2 separate regions of the Danio rerio genome follow, and region 1 is linked to region 2. A link is a contact called in public HiChIP or PLAC-seq data. All regions are on one chromosome and are shown on one strand. Each heading gives the region's core, a stretch centred on a gene start, on an enhancer-like site or on the middle of the called end of the contact. The rest is flanking DNA. Distances are from core to core; before and after follow the strand shown. Region 1 holds the start of LOC100006777 (protocadherin-10). Region 2 holds the start of fbxw11b (F-box and WD repeat domain containing 11b).

The links. HiChIP or PLAC-seq counts read pairs in DNA pulled down with a chosen protein or histone mark.
Region 1: an H3K4me3 HiChIP or PLAC-seq map of gastrula embryo shows a contact between it and region 2, with 2.5 times the contacts expected there. The contact joins the promoter of LOC100006777 here to the promoter of fbxw11b in region 2. A contact is called at or near these places in 2 of 4 datasets of contacts at active chromatin or transcription factors (embryo and gastrula embryo).

The regions. Positions count from the first base shown.
Region 1 is chr10:26,378,944-26,385,695 of GRCz12tu, reverse strand. It overlaps LOC100006777 (protocadherin-10), which reads right to left and starts at 3,790. Exons shown (of 4, transcript XM_021479329.3): 1 at 1,167-3,790. The coding sequence starts at 3,632. All of the region lies in intron 5 of LOC141376355 (a long non-coding RNA gene), which reads left to right.
Region 2 is chr10:26,309,635-26,316,078 of GRCz12tu, reverse strand. fbxw11b (F-box and WD repeat domain containing 11b) reads right to left here and starts at 1,797. Exons shown (of 13, transcript NM_213504.2): 1 at 1,731-1,797. The coding sequence starts at 1,769. It overlaps etf1b (eukaryotic translation termination factor 1b), which reads right to left. Exons shown (of 11, transcript NM_201460.2): 5 at 6,087-6,225; 6 at 5,790-5,980; 7 at 5,576-5,705; 8 at 5,221-5,391; 9 at 5,056-5,120; 10 at 4,133-4,280; 11 at 2,596-4,048. The coding sequence ends at 3,966. All of the region lies in intron 5 of LOC141376355 (a long non-coding RNA gene), which reads left to right.

The DNA.
Region 1 (6,752 bases), core at 2,541-5,040, 68 kb before region 2:
TGTATTGTTATTATATAATAGTACATTTAATATTACTAATACTTTTATTATTATATTAAAATATATTATAGTTTTACATTGGTAAAATTAGTAATGTAAATAACATTATTTAAATTAACATGCATTATTTCTACTTAATTTATATTATTAATAATATGAAATATTATATTTATATTGTGCGTCACGGTGGCACAGTGGTTTTTTTGGTTATGTTTGGTAAAATGTCTCAGTGAACCAAATTTATATTAAATAAACAGAGAGTGGTTTGCTTTCTTGCACCTATTAATGGATGACCATGAAAGACTGCACATATTTTTTATTTTACTGTTTAACTTCCATGTGCGAGCTTGTGTATAATAAAATACAAACAAGGCATCTTGTTTTACAGACACCTACAAATGCCTTTTTCAAAGAAACTTGTTTCGTAAACATTTAGACTGTCTTTTGGTGCTTTAGATTTGCTGTTATTAAACAGATGAATGAATATTGTTGCCGCAAACTTGCATTCACAATGGTATGAACCCTTATATTGGTGGTGTTGAAGTTATCTATAATTTTAATTATGAATATTATTTAAGATAGAGATCAGAGCAAACTATTTGATAACTATTAAAGGGCAGACCCCCATCTTGTTTTGATGTCCTTCAGGGGGGATCAAGCGTAAATTAGGTGGGTCAGACCCCCCAAACCGCCCTGTAATTCGCCCCCTGGTTGCAGTTGGAAGGGCATCCGCTGCGTAAAACATTTGCTGGATAAGTTGGTGGTTCATTTAACTGTGGTGACCCCTGATTAATAAAGGGACTAAGCGGAAAAAAGAAAATTAATGAATGAATATTCATATTGCATTTATTAAGAAATCTTGTTTACTAATATTTAGTAATTATCTACTTTTACAGTTCATATCATTACCTTATGTTCTTCTTCTTCTTATTATTATTATTATTATTATTATTATTATTATTGTTATTATTATTGTTGTTGTTATTGTTATTGTTGTTGTTGTTGTTTAGTTCTTACTTGTTTTTTATTTTTTAATAAATACCAGTTTCTGGGTTGATTATAAAGCACAAAAATATCTGGAGTCTCCCTCTAGTGGTTACTCCGTTGATCTTGCTTTTTTGATTGATTGATTGATTGATTGATTGATTGATTGATTGATTACTTGCCTCGTTTGGGGAGGTCGTCCCATTTCTTGTACTAGTACTGTGGCTGCCTGAGCTCCAGGTCAGGGTTTTGTTTTCAATCTCCTTAATGTTGTTTCGAGAAGATGTTCCTGTCGGACTACAGGGCTTGAGAAACATGAAGTCACTTTTCGACGACTCTGGAGTTAAACACATTTTATAGCAGTAATTTGGGCCCATTGGGTTGTTCGCGTTGAATTGATCCCGTTTAATGGATCCCGGTGATATGTGAATGTTTAGGTTCGACTTTTTAATGACTTCGCTCTCGGAGTCCTTCGTATGAAACCCACAGCACGAGTTACCGTCCTTGCATCCCTTGATTGAAGCCAGGACAATAATAGCCACGAGAAATGTGAATGAAACTGCGCCCAGAGACACGATTAAATACAGCGTTAGGTTTGACCGGTAGTGAGGGCTGAGCGCGAGGTCACCAAAATCAGGCGAGGATTCTGGCGCACTGTCAACAACTGACAACATGATGGAGGCCGTGGCCGAGAGCGGCGGCTGACCGTTGTCCTTGACCAAAACCACCAGCCTGTGTCTCCTGGGGTCGTTGTCCATCAACCGGCGAATTGTCCTGATCTCTCCAGTGTACAAGGCAACGCTGAACAAACTAGCATCTGTAGCTTGGAGGACTTCATAAAACAGACGCGAGTTTTGCCCCGCGTCCGCGTCCATGGCGGTGATTTTCGCCACCAGGTATCCGGCGTCAACATATCGAGGGACAACCACAACCGCTGCAGTGTCGTTCTCAGGCATCGGGGACACAATGACCGGAGGGTTGTCATTCTGGTCCAAAACAAACACGTTCACGGTTACATTCGCGCGCAGAGGCGGGAAACCTGCGTCTTCTGCTTGAACCACGATTTGAAAGTTTCTGAGCTGCTCGTGGTCGAATGAGCGCAGCGCGTAAATGTTGCCGTTGTCTGAGTTGATGGACACATAGGTGGACACTGGCATCCCGTGTATGTCGTTCTCCAGAATTGAATAGGATAAGTAGGAATTCTGGTCCGCGTCCGCGTCTTGCGCGGTGATGGTGCAGATGGATGCTCCTGGTGCGTTGTTTTCGGTCAGGTAGACCGTGTAGGAGGGCTGCTTGAAACGCGGCGCGTTATCGTTGATATCTGACACTTGTACTAAAATAGTTTTCCGCGTAAAAAGAGGCGGTGAGCCCATATCACGCGCAGTAAGAGTGATGTTATACTCTGAAATGCTCTCTCTGTCTAGAAAATCGCATGTAACCAATGTATAATAATTTTTAAAAGAAGAATGAAGTTGAAAGGGGACATGATGTGGAATTTCACAGTCCACATTCCCGTTTTCTCCAGAATCCTTATCCATGACGCTGATGACGGCGATCACTGTGCCGGGGGGCGCGTCTTCTTGGACTGGCGTAGATACAGATGTGAGAATCACTTCTGGAAGATTGTCGTTGACGTCTATGATGTTCACCATAACTTTGCAGTGCACCGCTACAGCGGACGGTCCCTTGTCTTTGGCTTGCACGTAAATCTCATGCATTCGTGCCTTTTCATAATCTATAAGTCCCTTTACTTTGATTTCTCCAGTCCGAGAGTCCACGCTAAACAGCTCGCGCACTCTCATGGGCGCGTGGCCGCTAAAAGAGTACGTGATCTCCCCGTTGGGTCCTTCATCGAGATCGGTGGCGTTAAGTTTTATTACGACTGTTCCCCGTGGTGCGTTTTCAGCCAGCCTTACTTTATAAAAGTTCTGGTCGAACACAGGTGCGTTGTCGTTGGCATCCAGTACAGTTATGTTTATTTGCGCGGTTCCAGATCTCTCTGGCGAGCCGCCGTCCACCGCTGTAAGCACCATAAGGTGAGTTTTCTGCTGCTCCCGGTCCAGTGGGCTTTCCAGGATGAGTTCTGCGAATTTGCTCCCATCGCTTCGCGTTTGGACATCCAGGACAAAGTGTTCGTTTACGCTTAACAAATACGAGCGCAAAGAGTTGTCCGCGACATCAAGATCCTGCGCGCTTTCCAGCGGGAAGCGTGATCCAGGCGCGGCAGATTCGGAGATATCCAGGTTAAACTCGCTCCATGGAAAAACGGGAGAGTTGTCGTTGACGTCAAATATTTCAACTTCCACCCTATACAGTTCCAACGGGTTTTCGATCACAACCTGGAGGTGGAATGAACAATATGGATTTTGTTCGCACAACTCCTCTCGATCGATTCTTTCATTGACAAACAAAACCCCGTTTTCTAAATTTACCTCTAAATATTGTCTTTTTGCGCCCGAGACTATTCTGAATCGTCGGACTGAAAGTTTGTTAGTGTCTAGTCCCAGATCCTCCGCGATATTTCCAACAAATGCCCCGTGCTCCAGTTCCTCGGGGATCGTGTAACGAATCTGTGCCAGAACTACATCCATCAGAGATGCGATGAGCGCCAGGCAGGTTACCTGCCATGTCCACATCCGCTTCTCCATTAAAACAGGCTCCTTTCTAACGCGCGCATTAAGGTGAAAGACCAAACAAAACACGCATAGTTATAGCTTTAAAAAGGTAGATAAATTTAGCAAAAAAAAACAAAAAAAAAACACTCAAATCAGGAGAGAGAAAGACCACGCTATTGACATTGGACATTGGAGTGGTAAGTCACTGAACCGCGTACTTTAGCACAAGTGCGCGCTCCTTTGGCCAATGGCACGTGCGCCAGAGTGAGAGAGTGTGCGTGTGTTTGGACGAGGGAGACAGAAAGGGAGGAGGTAAACAGTAAACACTTATTTTTATGCATTTCCCCCCTCTGTGTTCTCATTTTCATTGCATTTCTTATTACATTTAATATTAGATTAATTAATGATTAATGATGTGTCTCCCATTACGCACACGGAAACAAAATAAATAAATACATAAATAAATACATTTTATTAAAATGTAATTTAAATATAGAATTATTAACATTTGCCAGCTAGTTGTCATATTTTTTAACAGTTACCAGACTACCTTTAAAACACTTAATACTATGAATGTAATGTTTATATTTGTAATAAATTAATCCGAAATTAACTGACTTTATATGAGGAATCTGAGGCAACAATTAGGCTGTCATGTTTTAAACTAAGCATCAAAACACAACACAAATTATTGTAGTTTAGATGCTATCTTTTTTGGGGGCGCTGACACAGAATTCTGCAAAATATTGTTGGTGTCTAAACAATTGGCCAAAATGCAAATAAGTTTCTATATTTTAGTTTTTTAAAATTCAATTAATATTTTAGATTTTTTATTCTCACAACACATGCAAATACAGAAGTGCTCTACAAATATCACATTTTAAAAAATGATAAACCTGTCTGCTTTTTAGTTTATTGCTTTTAACATACTAATCAGTTCTTTGTTGCTTAATTATTTTTAGCCTTAATAATCTGATGAACTGCACAATTAAAGTGAAATGAAATAAAACTCTTGCTAGCATGGCATTAAAATAGTTTAATTTAACATTAATTGAGTAATTTGTAATGCTACAATAATATACAAAGAACAAGAACCCATACAACCTGGATATTACAATAACTTAAACTCACCTCTCAGATAATACCGTATGTTATGAGAATTTGCGTTAGCATGTTGTCAAATTGTTGAAGATGTTTTCTAAAATTGTGTTTTTCTAATTGCACATTTTCTTAACTTGCAGTCTGTTTGAGCTCTCTCAGCTACTGCACAAACTACAAGTTTTTATCAAAATTCATGCTTGCCTACCAGAGCGCACAACAAAGCTAAGTCAAAGACTTTACGGTATTTCAGCATAATTAGTTTCTCTGTAATTCCAGCAGTCTTATCCCTTTCTCATTCTTCCTGCCTTCCCTGACAAGTAAAGAAATTCAGTTTTAAATAAGCACCAAACACAATCTGTCTGTGGAATGAAACAGCAGCAGATGGCATGATCTTCCAAGGGCTCGTGCTCTTTTTAATTAATGTAGTGGGGATTAAAGGGCCGCCGGTCCGGATCATTAGTGAACAGTGGTATTAAAAGGTTTTGTGAGGCATAATCCAGCTGTTCACGATTGGTTGAACAGCAGACTACAGGGTTCCCATGATATTTTTCTGCTTTCCATTACCTTAAGTGCATACTAAATGGCATAGAGCCGAGTCGGAAATAAAGCAACTTAAATCGACCCACCAAACAAACACATTTACTCTCATTAATGGCCAAAAAGAGGACACGAACGTGGAGTGGTGTGGTGTAAACTGTTCTTCATGTTTATTGTCGTTTAGGTCTAGTGGAGTGAAGTTTTAGGTCAGTTTTAAGAAGTGCAACTAAAATTACACTTAAAAACAAATCAGTAAATATGGATTATAGTGATATACAATAATTATTGGAGGGCTATTCATATTTTGTTAATGTACCATCAGATTCTGCCCAAAATGTTACTCTTGATTAACTTCTCAAGTGAATGCGAGTTCACTTCAACAAAGCTTGGTTCATCAAACATCTGAATACTCCTATAAAGACTGACATTATATAAACAATGCTTGAAAGAAGGGGAAAAATCATTGGCTAACTAATTAATCACCTTTCTCTGCACTTATTTTAGGACGTTTTAAGGCTGCAAAAATGTAGTGTCGGTGCTCATGCCAAACACCTTTTCTAAATTCTAGTATGGTCAAAAAAAAACAGCAATATAAATATAGAGAGGTATAACGAGAAGTAGGGATAAAAAGTTTTTTTTTTTTTTTTAACCCACCCCCTACAAATTTTCGGGTGTCATGTGGTCCAGACATTAGACTGCCACTAATTAAGGCTCATTTTCCTACAATCTCTGAATTGATTTTACCAGAGTGGTTTAATGATTTTAAATTAGTCTGCAGCCTACATTAGCCTTCTGTGAACTCCATAAATGCGGATTGACCTACAACAGTATTAGGCTACACAACCGACCCACTGTTTCTAATCCAAAGGGTCTGAGTCTACAGAGAAGAGCTCGACAATTGAAAAAAAGAAAAAAAAGAAAAGATAATTGTAATTTTACCTCTAAACATTAAAAAGTAAATTATTTTAAATTCGGGGAAATTATTGATTTATTTAAATATTGATTTAAAAAATACATTAACAAATTAGTTAGTTACATATATATATATATATATATATATATATATATATATATATATATATATATATATATATATATATATATATACAAATGCAAATACATTTTTGCTGTAATAAATTTACAGTAAGTTATTGGCAAACTGCTGCCAGTAAGTTACTGTAGATTCTACATGAGATTGTGAACAGTGTACATATATAAATAATATATATATTTTCTTTTTTTTATTAAATGTAATAATTACATTTTACTTTATAGTATACATTTAATCAGTATACTATTTTTGTTTTTGTGGAAACTTCTTCTGTCAGCAAATTATTTAACATTACATTACTATTATTAGTGCTTTGCTGTCTGACCGAAGGAAATACTAAAACATGGTTTGAACATTGTTTAAACTATTGTTTAGCAGCCTTGCAATGTTTGAAAAAAATAAGCTTTAATTTTAAACTTGGTTTTCATTAAAAGTCTTAAAATGTAAACAACTTATAAAAAAAC
Region 2 (6,444 bases), core at 548-3,047:
GGGGTGGATGTTTTTGATATCGCCCCATAATTCAGAGAACAATGTGACCACACAAAACAATAATAAATAGAATCTGACATGAATATTTGACAAAATATTAACTGTCTAATATCGGTGTTAATATTTCCCTATGCAAAAACCTTTGGTAAGAATAATAGTGTAAAATTTAGTGCATCCAAGTAATTATGAAGTGACAAATGGCTCAGAGAATGAGAGAAACTAAAATTTTAAATATGCATTACAATTGAAATGTACAAACACAAATGTATACACTGATGAAAAAAAGTGTTTGTGGATGTTTTCTTAGAATTGTCTCAAAAGTCTATGAAATAAGAAAAAAAGTATTTAGCATGTAGTGTCCAGTGTTTGTAATTAGTTACTGTAATAAATGTATCTTTCAACTGAAAAAAATCTTTACATTTTGATCATTTAATTAGTTACTTACAGTGTACTTGCCTAAGATACTGTCAATACAACAGCTCTGTATAAATCAATTTATGAAAGAACCTGAACATGCTTAATAAACTGGTAAAAATGAAATACAAAATGGCATGTTTAAAATATGTCATTATTTTGAAATGTTTAGTGCGTTAATGCATATGAAGTTTACTTTTCTTTAGTTGTAAATTTTACAGCTGAAGGGACTAGCATTTAAATAAGTAAAAGTTTAATTTCTATTGTCCATGTTGAGATTTAGAGATACTTTACGCAGTCAAGTAATCAAATTACTAAGTAATGAAGTTACTTTCAAAGTATTTTTTATGCAATTAGGGATCAGTCATTTGTATTTTAAAGGAACATATTTCAATATAGCAAGTGGCTCACGTGAAATTGTAATAATAAACCTTCTTAAAATTAAAAAGGCTATTGTAGAACTTTCATTAAGCCTAAACAAAGTTAAACTTTGTTTGATAGTGTTAGTAGCTTGCAAATGCTAATGGGTTGATGTGGTTAGCCACCTAGCTGCTTGCTATAATTCTTTTTTCTCTCACCATCAACGAATGTCTGCATTTCACTACAAATATCTTTGGTTACTAAAACATATAATTACTTGTTTTCAACAACTCCTCGAGCAACAAACCACAATGTTTGTATATTCGCTCATCGTTTGGAACAGAAACGTCATTAGAAATTGACAGCCCGAGCGGTTACTTCCTATTACGCAGCTGTAAACTACAGTCAAATTGAGTCGTGAGTAGTAAAAAGACACTTACTAGTATATACAAAACGGTAATTTTGCGCCAAGCTATTATTTCTGCGAGTTTTTCTAACCACAACTCGTCTTGGATCCAAAAATTCGGGCTGGATTGAGTGGCGCAGAGACGCCGCAGTAGAGCTCCAGTCGCCGGCTAAAGTCGATGAGACTCAGACTCACCACGATGCCGCGGCAGTTTCCCTCTTTCCGCCTCCGCTTCTAGCTAAAAAAGCCTCAACCCCCATCGACAACAACTGCTGCCCTATATACTCGCCTCAGCTGTTTAATCAAGAGGAACACACGGGAGAAGTGAAAGCGACCAAGGGAAGCGGCGGTACACAGTAGGGCCCTCCCTGTCAGCCGAGCCAGCCATTTCTCTCCTCACCCCTCCTTCCCCCACAACCGATCCCTACCTACTCCACAAGCTGCCTACATTCAACCATGTTGCGTTTATAACCTGACGTGTGTATTTGAAATCTCTAAAGTGTGAAGACGCTGATAGAAAATGTTGTTTAAAGAGCGCCCAAACACTTACCATCTGCTCTAAGGTTTTGTCCTCCATCTCCGTCTCCATGTTTGTTCCCCGAAACTCGCAGTGAAAATGGAAACCCCGCCCTGCGACACAAACGCGTCACAAAAGAAGGCGGCGGGAGTGAGCTATGAGTCGGATCACCCGATTGGACGTCTAATAACCAAACGTGAACAAATGGGCGTTGTCCGCGTTGTGATTGGGTCATTTCTGCTGCTAAGGTACAAAGCGGGTACTGACGCGCTACGTCATAATCGAAGTGGGATATCATTTGTAAGAACATCTGTGGTTGGTCGGCAAATGACAAAAAGGGTTTTGTGCATGTTGTAAAACCAACAGGGATTGGGCGCCGTCTGGTGCTAGGGTAAAGAATGGGGTTATCCCCAATGATTCACATATATTATGAGGAATATTCTTGGACGTTTGGTGGTGACAATATATATATATATTTTTTTACATCTATAAATTTTGAAATGAATAAAAGCATAAAAAGTGAATAACCTTAGCTTTCCATTTGAATTATTAAAGTGATAATCCACCTCTAAGCTAAATTCACTCATCTTCAAGTAGTTACAAGTCTTTTGAGTTTTTCTGTTAAATAAAAAACGATTGTCTGAAGAATGCTGTAAACTTGTAGGATTGACATGCAAAGAAAAATAAATAACGTATACACGTTTTCAACTTTCTTCAAAACATCCTCCTTTTGCATTTAACAGAAAAAAATGAACTCATAGGCTTGAAACAAGATGAGTGAAATGTAAAGAATTTAATTAGCTTCCTCAACTTCTAAAGACTTTAGAAATAATCTTTTCAAACTTTGAACCCATAAAACTCAGAATAGCTTTGCAAAATAAACAAGCTATAAGTGCAATTTGCAAACAATGAGAACGTTTAATGTCTGTGTCCAGATGTAACAAATGATTTATACAAAATAGTGATGGATCAAAGAAAATGAGAAAATATACAACATAATATTTGCTAAAATATCGTGGGCCCACGTTTCAATTCTATTTTTTTTTTACTTTTACATTATTTGGTTATATTTTTCTTAGTTGGCATCAGAATACCCAATCATGCCACAATTGTTAAAGGCCCAGAATCACTGATTTGCGGCTCGTCTTTCTAAAAACCAATCTGCTGTTAAAATATAACTGGACAAAAAAGAAAGTGGAAAGAAATTAGAGGCTTGTAAGTCTGTGGTGGGTCACAGGCTCAGGAAGTGACTTCTAAGAGGGAATTAAACAGCCGAACTGACGTTTACTCACTCACACATCACAGTTAACACAGTAACCCCCCACCCCATAATCGGTCCAAATGGACATTCCCATGCATGTGTTCTGCCGGTAAAGCCATCGTATAACCAAATGAGTGCTGAAGGCTCGAGCTAAAGATTTTTATGTTCGGAAACAGCAGGAGGCTGAAGTTACGGTCCAGATGCTGGTACAACTGTGCTGTCACATCTCACAAACTGCAAAATTCAGGCACTCATATATAGTTTATTTCGAGAAGTTGCATCTCCTGGGAGCTGAGGAAAAAACAAGTGAGGGCAATGTACTGTGAAAGATGGTTCTCGGTCTTCATGGAGATGGGTCCAGTTACTCTATGGTCCGTTTGAAAGCGAGAAACGCCTCAAAGTGGGCACATTGCGATGGGAGGAGGAGCAGGGTGTACCGCTGGCTCAGAGTGCATCACCACCACCACCACACTGGTTTACAGCAGAAAACAAGGCAACAAATCAAGTGTGGGCTAACCAGGGAATTAGAACGCAGGCCTGGCAATGGGCTTGAGGTGGCTAGGTAAGCAGTATGGATCTAATCGTTTGCTACTGCTTTCTTCATACACTGAATAAGAGAAAATATAATACATTTGAATAAAATACAACAGCAGCAGATGCCATTATAAAAGGAGAGGCAAAGGAAGAAAGGAGTGAGATTAGAAGGGAAGAAAAAAAGTAGATCTGAAAGCCTAGAGTGTTTTCGTGAAGAGCTGAGGCAGGACAGGCAGACGGGCCACGGCCATGCTTGTTGCGATGACCCAGTAATTAGTGGAGAGGAGAAAACTCAGTCTCTTCCAGTCCAGAGATGGAGTCGCTGTATTCTAAAGCCAGGGACACGCAGACCATCCGCCATTTTCTCATCATTCTCCCTCCTGCTGATTCGATCTCCTTCGCTCCCCTGCCGTTTGCGGGGTAGGTGAAGGGGGGAAAATCTTATATTTGAATTTTATGTCAGTCCCGACTACCTAGTAGTCATCTAAATCAAAGAACTCATCGTCGTCTCCCTGGTACTCCATGCCTTGGAAATCCACCCGGTACCTCAAGATTCCTGAGGACAACAAGATATGTCAATATCACCAATTCTAATTGAAACAATCAATATTAATTTTTTTTATTATTTAAATTTTCTTACCACCGATGCCTCCAAAGCCTTTCACAAACTGCGAGCCCTCCTGGCTTTTGTCTGTAACAATTTCCAGCGTGGCCCCAAACTTCTTGTAGTTATTGGCAAACCACTCAAGCAGCGGCATGCTCTCGATCAGCTCATGCTCCTGACCAGTCTAAAACAAACACATACAGGACTGTTAACATTATACAACTTTACCTAGAAGCCCACACTGGCTATATGGAAAAGTAAATATTACGTAAAAGGGTCCAACAAAGTGTATTTAAAATTATTGTCAGCATTATTCTACAGATTTAGATAACAGATAAAAAAATACATTCCTTTCCAGAGAGTAATCGAAATAAAGACTCCGTTTGTATATAAAGTGCACACTTTGCAAGAACATTAAATTATTACGTTTTCACATCAAACATAATTGCCAATCACAACTACAGGATTGTAAATCTTCCCTAAGAGCACACAGAAATAGTTAAATATTTAAAGACTGCATTTCAAATTGAAGTTTGTATTCTAGTGATTCATTTAATTGCTGGTTGGCTCGGTGAGTGGATTATAATGGTTTAACAAAAACTTCAAAATCCCTATGGGAAAAATACTTGCAAAACCTGTGCTACTGAAAAAGTGGACTGTTGGTTTAGCCATCAAAAGTTCCACTCAATTGTTCAAAAGACTGTTTATAGTGGAACAGCAATGTGGCTTTTTTATGGGCTGATGATACAGTAATAATAAAATAATAATATAATACATGTAATAAAGGCTGCTGATCTAATTTCAGGCCATGATATAATATAATGGCACTTAAATATACAAAAGTGGATCAGGAAGTAATGTTGCATCCAGCAGTGCTCTGATTTCACTTTGCATAATGAAAAATAAAATGGCTGATTCATATATTACAAATAATTTAAAGCTGAAATTATTTTATTTACCTCCTTGTCAGTGAAATGAGACTTGTCCTTCTCCTGTTCAGGTGTCAGATAGAGGATCTTTTCATCTGGAAAATAATGAAAAAAAGTAATGAAACTGAAATGAGCAAGTACTTTTAGTTTAACAACATCATGACTTAACACCACAGGAGGTACAAATGTGTGTACCATTTTCCGGTGTAGTATTCTCTCCATGACAGCGTAGGACATAACGCATAGTGTCCAGGTTCTCGTAAACTATAAGGATCTCCACTGCACCCATCTCCAGTGCTTTGAGTGTGTCTTCAACGCCGAAACAATATTTCCCTGTGTCCTGACTGATCTCATCAAAATATCGACCTGAAATTAGAGACATGAGTCATGTAAGGCCAAAAAATATAAAAAAAAAAAAAAAAAATAGGCAAGCGACTACATTCTTCATAGTTTATATAAGGTGTCACTAAAGGCAGCGTTTAAGCAATAAAACATTCTTAATAATTCTATTGCATTCATCAAGCCTGTAAACCTTACTTAAATTAGCTACCTATTAGTTTCTTTTCTTGGATGAACTTGACATTGGACAGCACTTCCGCCGAGAGCTCGATGGCCTGGTTGAAACCGTTCTCTCCTCCATACGATATGTCGACTAGCTTCAGAACCTTCGCTTGTAACCTCTACATGTGCAGATGAACCAAAGTCAGAAAGGGAACAGAATTCTGAATGAAGTTCACGAGTCAATCGCTGCTAAGAGAGCATACCGGATCAAACATGTCTGACTGGCTGAGTTCCGTCTTGAAGTCGGCCGATCCAGCGAGAACCAGTCCTGCCACGTTGACCTTGTCATTGGACACAAATAGTTGCACAGCCGTCTCCGCTACCTTACGCACATAGTTATGTCTCTTCTCCATTCTTAAACGAGCAAAACGAAGAGCGGACTGTCCTCCTCTACCTGTAAACAGTTCATGTAAAATAGTACAATTAGGACCCTATTAAAAAAAAAAAAAAAAAAAAAAAAAAAAAGAAGCCTCAGCAATCAGTTTGATGACAAGCTTTACCGTGCTTTTTGGGCAGGTCCACAGTGAATTTGTGCAGCACCTCCCTTGTGTTGCCTTGTAAAGTCCCAAACAGGGCACCACTACCATCAATCACAATGAAGCCAAATTTGCTGTCGTCTGACAGGAGGGCTGTTAGAGCCTGTAGACACATAAATTAGGCGTTAAAAATAAATTAAAGCTATGTTAATACGGGTAGATTTTAGCGGTTGTGGGTTAGACACACTCACTAGCCACTCCCACAAAAATTTTAGTTTTCTTAAAAGCAGGGTTTAACAATAAGTATGCAAATGGTATCTTAGAATCGAGAAGCAACACAGCTGACAAAAAGAATTGTTCGTGCAAGAAAAAGAAAGCAAGC